Regions from separate parts of the Mus musculus genome. Here region 1 is linked to region 2. The links are chromatin contacts, called in public HiChIP or PLAC-seq maps. All regions are on one chromosome and are shown on one strand. The core of a region is the stretch at or near the end of the contact, and the rest is flanking DNA. Distances in the headings are between cores, read along the strand shown.

Region 1 (4,167 bases), core at 681-3,180, 280 kb before region 2:
TATGGGTGTTCTTTTCAGGAAGTTGTCTACTGTGCCAATGTGTTCCAGGATGCTCCCACTTTCTCTTCTATTAGATTTAGTGTGTCCAGTTTTATGTGGAGGTCTTTGATACCCTTGGACTTGAATTTTGTGCAGGGTGATAAATGTAGATCTATTTGCATTCTTCTACATGCAGACATCCAGTTAGACCAACACCATTAGTTGAAGATACTTTCTTTTTTCCTTTATATGGTTTCGCCTTCTTTGTCAAAAATCTAGTGTCTACAGGTGTGTGGGTTTATTTCTGGGGCTTCAGTTCTATTGATCAAGTTGTCTGTTTTTATGCCAGTACCATGAAGTTTTATTACTTTTGCTTTGTGGTACAGCTTGAAATCTGATGGTGATTAGAAGTTCTTTTATTGTACAAGATTTTTTGAGATATCCTGGGTTGGTTTGTTTTGTTTTTTCCATATAAAGTTGAGAATTGTACTTTCAAGGTCTATAAAGAATTGTGTTGAATTTTTGATAGAAATTGCAATAAATCTGTAGATTGCTTTTGGTAACATAGCCATTTTTACTATGTTAATTTTACCAATCCATGAGCATGGGAAATATTTTCTTTTGTTTGTTTGTTTGTTTGTTTATTTTTCGAGACAGGGTTTCTGATATCTTCCTCAATTTCTTTCTCCAGAGACTTGAAGTTCTTGTCATACAGGTCTTTAACTTGCTTGGTCAGAGTTACACCAAGATATTTTATATTATTTATAGCTATTGTAAAGAGTGCTGCTTGCCTAAGTTCTCAGCCTGTTTGTATAAAGGAGGACTATTGATTTCTTTGAGTTAATTTTGTATCCAGCCACTTTGCTGAAGGTATTTATCAGTGTTGGAGTTCTCTGGTAGAATTTTTGTGGTCACTTATGTATACTCTCATATCATCTGCGAATAGTGATACTTTGACTTCTTCCTTTCCAGTTTGTATCCCCCTTGATCTCCTTTAGTTGTCTTATTGCTCTAGCTAGAACTTCAAGTGCCTTGTTGAATAGATACAGAGTGAGTGAACAGCCTTGTCCCTGATTTTTAGAGGAATTGCTTTAAGTTTCTCTACATTTAATTTGCTCTAGGCTGTTGGCTGGCTGTATATTCCCTTGATTGCTTTTTGACAGTCAAGAGTCTCTACTTCATCCGAATGGAAGTCTCTGAGGAGCTCACAGGCCACTCTAGGCTGCAGCACAGAGCAGTGCTTCTCAGCTTTTGTTCCCTCTGACCTTCTGCCATGCAGCTTAGCTCTATCTGCCTTGCTACATCATTTTTTTACGATGCTCATCCAGTATTTTACCTGCTTATGTCTACTTTTTTTTTACCCAATGCTATGTGAGTGACACCCACCTATATCATGCATTCATTTACAGTTATATGCTATGTGAACATACTGCAACTTATCCATTTCCTTAATTGAAAGGTTACCTTGTGTGAAGAGGACGTGGCCAGAAAGCCCCAGGAATATGGAGTAAAATGGTTTTACTCTTAAGTCCTGTCTCTGTCTACTATCAGCAGGAAATGCAGATGAAGACAGGCCCTACCTTCGAAGTGCTTGGCTATTCTGCCTGGGCAACACTTTGAGGATATGGGTCCGCCAACAAAAGCCCTCAAATGAATGTGGATGTGATTCAAAACACCACATAGGAACGAAGAAACAATGAAAACAATGAACAGGATGTAAAACACAAAGCATGGTGAAAAGAGACCCAGACCTTCCAGATGAAGCAGAGAGGCTTAGGGGCAGGGGAAGGGAGGTGGGACAGAGAGCAGTAGGTCAGACTGCACACAACATTGACTGGGTTGGTTGTCTGTATCCATGAGTCTGATTAAGCTACATTCACAGGAAGGCACTAATCCTCTGCTGAAGCAGAACAGGCTCCGTTTGCTGTTTGTTGGTTCTCTTGGTATTCTGTTGGCATCTCCTCTTTGATCACTTTAAGTGTATTTTGTTCAGTTCACATGAATTTTTTTCCCCAGTCCCTGAAACAGCAACGGAGTTGAATAAACCAATCATTATGCAAAATCAATGCTCATCACGGCTATGAGAATGTTTGATATTTCAGCCAATTTCACTTTTCTACATTGCTGTTTAATTATTTTTTTTTAAATCAGGATCTGTGGATCATATATATTCTAGTACTTTTTGTAGAATGTATTATAATTTATTTTATTCATTTCTTTTATTGACTTGATTGAAGGTGCTCTGAAATCTCAATAATCAGCACACTAACATATTAATAATTGTGGCTAGGTCCCAGCAAGCGGTAGGAAGATAATTGCCGAGCTAATACCGGCACAATATATAAATTATTCATTAAAACATATAGTGCCTATTTGATTATGTTACAGCCTACCAGCAAAAACATGCTTTACTGGGGACTCTCATTTTGATTAAAAAAATAGAGAAGAGCCATGCATTCGGGCAGATTCAGAGAGGTAATAATTTGGCTGCTTTAGGGATTAAACTCAAAGGGAATGTAAATGATTGACAGATTTTAAAATAAGTCGGGGCGGGATTTGGCTTGGTAGATCTCTGCCCCACCTCTAGGCTGTAGCTCCGAGGGCTGAAACAATAGGAATTTACTTTCTCACAGTTCTGGAGGGTGGAAATCCAAGACCAAGGGCTCAGCTGAGCTGATTTCTTTTCGGCTTGATGGTGGCCTTATCGTTTCTGTTCCTTATATGAGTGTTTCAAATCTGTGTCAAATCGATGAAAATATAACTAATATTCAGGCCTACCCATTTATTCTCATTTTGTCTTAATTAACCCTTGTTTTTTTATTGTATAAATGTTTACATTAATTAATTGTGCATGCTTGTATGTGCTTGCATGTGTCTGTGCTTGTACATGTGTGTGTGTGTATATGTGTGTACTTGTGAACTTGCCCGTGTCACAGCATGCCTGTGGAGGTCAGAGAATAACTTTTGGGAGTTGGTTCTCTCCTAAAATCATGTGGGATCTTGAAATCAGACTCAGGTCATTATACTGAGTCATCTATATTTGAGGCAGCAGTACTACTGGGATCTCGCAATGACATCTCCTCAGCTTGCTCCCCAGTCCTTGTGTTCTCCATCAAAATGATTCAGAAAAGGGCACAGTGTGAAGAGACCTGGAGTTATTACAAAATAATAGGAGCTATTCTTAAGGGTGATGGTAGGCCAAGACCAAAGGGACCACTGTGGTAGAAAACATTCTCATGGGTTGACAGTGGACAAATGGCCTGAGAGACCATTGTGTCACCCTACAGGTGGACTCTATAAGTATTTTCTAAAGTCTCTTGAACAGATAGCTTTCCTGAAGGGTGTTTTTCTGTTCAGATGATTGACAGGCCCATTTGGATGAAGCAAGACAGTGCTATCTCCCTTCTTTGAAGAAATCTCTCTTGCTAGATAGTGATCTTACAATCTCCCTAGCAGTTCAGAAGTCATGTTTCTACCCAAGGCAAAGATACAACTCAGACTAGAACAGATTAAAAAAAGAATGAGAGAGAGAGATTGAGAGAGAGAGACAGAGACAGAGAGAGACAGACAGAGACAGAGAGACAGAGAGAGAGAGAGAACAAAAACAAGTCCTTAAGAGTGGCCATGCTTACCTGGGGGAAATAGCCTTGATGGGTCTCAGCAAGGTGACCTCCTCAAGGCTTATGAGTTTCGTCATGGGGCCAGTTTAGATATGTAATACATCACATGGCATCCCATCTAAATCCTAAATGGGAAAGGCCAGAAAGGCAAAAGACTGGTTTGGCAGTGATTGGTCACTTAATGAGTTTCAAACACTAAAGGTTTTATTTTTTAAGATTTAGTGTGTGTGTGTGTGTGTGTGTGTGTGTGTGTGTGTGAGAGAGAGAGAGAGAGAGAGAGAGAGAGAGAGAGAGAGCGCTCTTGTATGGGCCTGAAGAGGATCTTGGACCCCCTCAAGCTGGGGTTAAGATGTAGATGCTGGCTCTGAACTCAGTTTCTCTGCTAGAGCAGTAAGTGCTCTTAACTAACCATTGAGCAATTTCTTTCTTTTTTTTTTTGTTCTTTTTTTATTGGGTATTTATTTCATTTACATTTCCAATGCTATCCCAAAAGTCCCCCACACGCTCCCCCACCCACTCCCCCACCCACCCACTCCCACTTCTTGGCCCTGTCGTTCCCCTGTACTGC
Region 2 (3,709 bases), core at 330-2,829:
CTGCTTTTGCAAGGAGATTGGAATTTTCATGTTTATTCCCTCTACCTTCAAAGAAGACCTTCACTCCTAAAATGTGGTTGCACACCAGAAAACAGAGTGCAAAAGTAATCCTTACAGCTGGAAGAATATTTGTAAAAGAAATCTCTCTTTTTTCTTTCTTCCTTCCTTCCTTCCTTCCTTCCTTCCTTCCTTCCTTCCTTTCTTTCTTTCTTTCTTTCTTTCTTTCTTTCTTTCTTTCTTTCTTTCTCTCTCTCTCTCTCTCTCTCTCTCTCTCTCTCTCTCTCTTTTCTTTCTGTCTTTCTTCTCCTTCTCCTCCTCCTCCTCCTCTTCCTCCTTCTCCTTCTCCTCCTCCTCCTCCTCCTCCTCCTCCTCCTCCTCCTTCTCCTTCTTCTTCTTCTTCTTCTTTCTTCTTCCTTCCTTCTTTCCTTTCTCCCCTCCTTCCTTTCCTCTTCTCCTCCCCTCCTCTCTCCTTCCTCTCTCTTTTCAAATTAACATTTGGATGGTTTGCAAGAATGTTCTAGTACTGCCTTAGTTAGTATGTTTGAGCTTGAGTTAATTTCTCTGGGTAACAAATTTCTCTACAGATTTGCTATTAGAATTAAATGACATTTCATATATTTCTATTTTCCTTTCTTTTATCTAATGCATGTGCATTTATATCACACATGTAGTGATCCAATATACATAAGTTGAAGCTGAGTCCTTTTAGTTTCTGAACCCCCAAAATAGCTTAAATTATGCCACCTCAACTCAGAAATCCATTATATGCAATAATTATTCCACAATGCCAGTACTACCAGAGTACAGCCGGACTGGTGACACCCCCATCCCATGAGGCACATGCAGATCCTATGTGGCTCCTTCCAGGCATCTGTAGGCTGAAAATGACTTATCTCTTTCTCTTCCCCAGCAAATTAATAAATTAATTACCTTATCAAATATTAATTATGTACTGATTAGCATCCAGACTCATACTGTAGTTGTTTTGAGCAGAGCTGTCTGAAAGAAGTTCTTGGGAAGGTTGTAACCGACCAGTCCCTGTACAGTCCCTAGTGCTCACCAGTCACACAAACCCTACCCTGAAGGGAATTTCCTAGGACCTATACTGACATTTTCTGTCCTAAGCCATCCTTTCAGGGTCTCCTATTCATCTTTGTGTCCACAGTGCCTGCAACTGTGCTTGGCTCCTAGCACATGCCCTGCGAATATTTGTTGACCTAAATTAAAGAGATGGGGAGATGAACAAGTCCGTCATATTGTCTTTTATTATGGGCTGAATATTTCTGGGATTTCTCCATTGAACCTCCTCTGCTAAAGCCTTCTCCTCCCCTAGTGTGATGGTTTTTGATCTGGGTAATTTGGGTTAGATGAGGTCATACTGATAGAGCTCCCACGGAGGGATTTTCGTCCTTAGAAGAAAAGGCAGTAGGCACCAGGGGGCTACTTTCTGTTTTTACTCCTGTGTTCAGGGAAGATGTGTAAACACAACCTAAACATCTACGAGGCAGGAGAAGGGGCCTTGCAATACAACCTGCCTTGCTATACTTTGCCCTTTACCAAAGTCCACAGTCCTGCTGTGTGCCTCCAGTCTGAGGTATTTTTCCAGAGCAGACTGAGACAGCTGTGTTGTGTGTGCTCAGCTCCGAGGAGGGAAGGGAAGAATCATAGCCTTGGATGAGAAGAGCCAGCTGGGGCCCTGGCTCTGGCTTCACCTACGTGACCTTGGATTCGTCTCTGCAGCTCCAGTTCCTCCTGTGAACTGGAGAGAAGACACACACTGAGAGTCTTCATAAATCTCAAGGGTTCTTAACATTTTTCCCTCCCATTATGCCGAATGACCTTCACACCACACAAGGGCATAGGGCAAGATCTGTTCTCCTACCTCTGTTGCTAGGAAACTGAAGCCCAGAGGGGTACATTTTCATTCCCAGAACAACCTCAATAGAAAATGTAGAGGGTTATGGTCAGTTGACTCAGAATTCCACGTGTGTTTCAGCCATGTTGCGTGGATAATAGCTGTGTAATCTATCAGGTTATGAATATTGGGATGTGATGGGGTGACTCCGGAGACTAGGCTGCTAGCAGTGGCCTTGTCACCTTTTCCACAGGCCCCAAATTCCAAACAACTTAAAAGAAAGGACTGCGTAATCTTCCCTTTGTCACGAAAATGGCAGAATCATCCCGGATTCTTTGTTCCCAGGGAAGAAGTAGGTTCCGTGTTATTATATTCTCTCTGCTGCTATGTTTAAAACCTGTAAGTACGCCAACGGATTCCTATGGAACGCTACAGCAACCATTAGGAGACTGTGGGTGTCAGTAGCTGTTTTATGGCTTGGAGATTAGACAGCTCTTCATCTTTTTACCTTTTTTTTTTTTAACGTGTGCTATTGTTTACAGCACAAAGTTATGATTTAAAATGCCCATGGAAGTTCCTGAATAATTCATGCATTTACCTTAGGCTGAGAGAACCATCCCTCTCTGTGCTCTATACTAGATATGGAATTCTTGTTAGACCCCCTCTTGGAGCTCGGAGGTTGTAATTATGGATAGTATTATGAACTCTAAATAGGAACTTGTGAAATAAATATTTTTAAAATGCCCGTTTCTGCGAGCCAGGCATCTGCATTTCTGTGTTTGCAGCCAGACAGAGGGCTAGCTCTTTAGCCTAATGGCTCACTTGCATCTTGATTATTTTCATTTCCACTTATTACTGCATGTTAGACTCCCTGTGTATGAGTACAGATTGCCCTTTCTTGCACTGTATTTAGAAATCTCTGCATTACCCCTGGGCATTTGTTCATTAATAGGGGGTGGGGAGAGGAAAGGCTTGTAATAATGGGCTTTACGCATTAAACCGGGCACATCCACATTCAGGCCCGGAGGAAAAATATCTGGTTTGTGTTACTGCCCCCTGGTGGTTGTTGACTTTCACTGCAGTGTCAAGGAAGCTAGTCTTCTGTGGGGGACTTTGGCTTGCAGGGGCAGCTTCCCAGAGCTGCACAGAACTGGGCACTGTCAGGCAATCATTCACACTTGATCATTGCTTTTCATTCAGGTGAACCACAAATGCCTGAGGATCTCAGGTGCAGGCCAGATTGTTGTTAAAATACAGCAATCTTTCTGGGCTGGGAGATGGGTCATTTTGTGTATAGACACAAAAACCCCCCTAGTAACATAGGGTGATGCTTAAATGAATGAATACAGTTTGTGGGGCCACCCCCACTCATCTTTCAAGAACATGGAAAAGTCCCAGTAGCACCCATTGTAATCCATGAGAAGATTTTTGGCTACATCCAGATGAACGATTCTTTTTCTTTTAATTGCTATGTGTTTACGTGTGTTAGGTAAGCTGCAGGGACTGTTTGAAACCCATGATCTCTGAACCTTGCCGTTTAAGTGAAGATCAGAAAATGACAGATACGCTTGCAGCTGCGTTCTGTGCTGGGCTGCGTCTTCTGTCGGTCTGTAGGCAGAAACACAGGGCAGCATGGCTGTGTCCTTGGTGAATGACCTTGGACTGTAAACCACTCTAAGCATGGGTTTCCTGATTTAAAAAAAAAAAAAAAAAAGACATAAAAACAGTGACTGCCTCTTAGGGAGTTCTGTGATCCATCCGGTGTGCTGTGTATATAACATGTCTGTCACAGCACAGGTGCTCTGTCAATTCCAGATTCTTCCTACTTGTCTCTTCACACCCCAGGACACCTCT

Evidence for each region. HiChIP or PLAC-seq counts read pairs in DNA pulled down with a chosen protein or histone mark.
Region 1: a contact with region 2 is called in an H3K27ac HiChIP or PLAC-seq map of SST interneurons, with 5 times the contacts expected there. The contact joins two enhancer-like sites. A contact is called at or near these places in 2 of 15 datasets of contacts at CTCF or cohesin (the NIH/3T3 cell line and large pre-B cells), 3 of 484 Hi-C or Micro-C datasets (bone marrow-derived macrophages, cerebral cortex and embryonic fibroblasts), 8 of 115 datasets of contacts at active chromatin or transcription factors (the SCID.adh cell line, SST interneurons, T-cell acute lymphoblastic leukemia and 5 more) and 1 of 9 other capture datasets (embryonic stem cells).

The regions. Positions count from the first base shown.
Region 1 is chr14:64,479,489-64,483,655 of GRCm38.p6, reverse strand. No RefSeq gene overlaps it. Among named protein-coding and RNA genes, the nearest start is that of Msra, 41 kb to the right of the region's middle. Within about 2 kb of position 1,930, at least 4 of the 459 cell types and tissues checked have an H3K27ac peak or open chromatin away from gene starts, as enhancers often do. A contact at or near this core is called in SST interneurons, where this site is marked.
Region 2 is chr14:64,201,206-64,204,914 of GRCm38.p6, reverse strand. All of the region lies in intron 5 of Msra (methionine sulfoxide reductase A), which reads left to right. Gm52129 (a long non-coding RNA gene) reads right to left here. Exons shown (of 3, transcript XR_003951176.1): 3 at 1-1,759. Among named protein-coding and RNA genes, the nearest start is that of Gm52129, 3.7 kb to the right of the region's middle. Within about 2 kb of position 1,579, at least 38 of the 459 cell types and tissues checked have an H3K27ac peak or open chromatin away from gene starts, as enhancers often do. A contact at or near this core is called in SST interneurons, where this site is marked.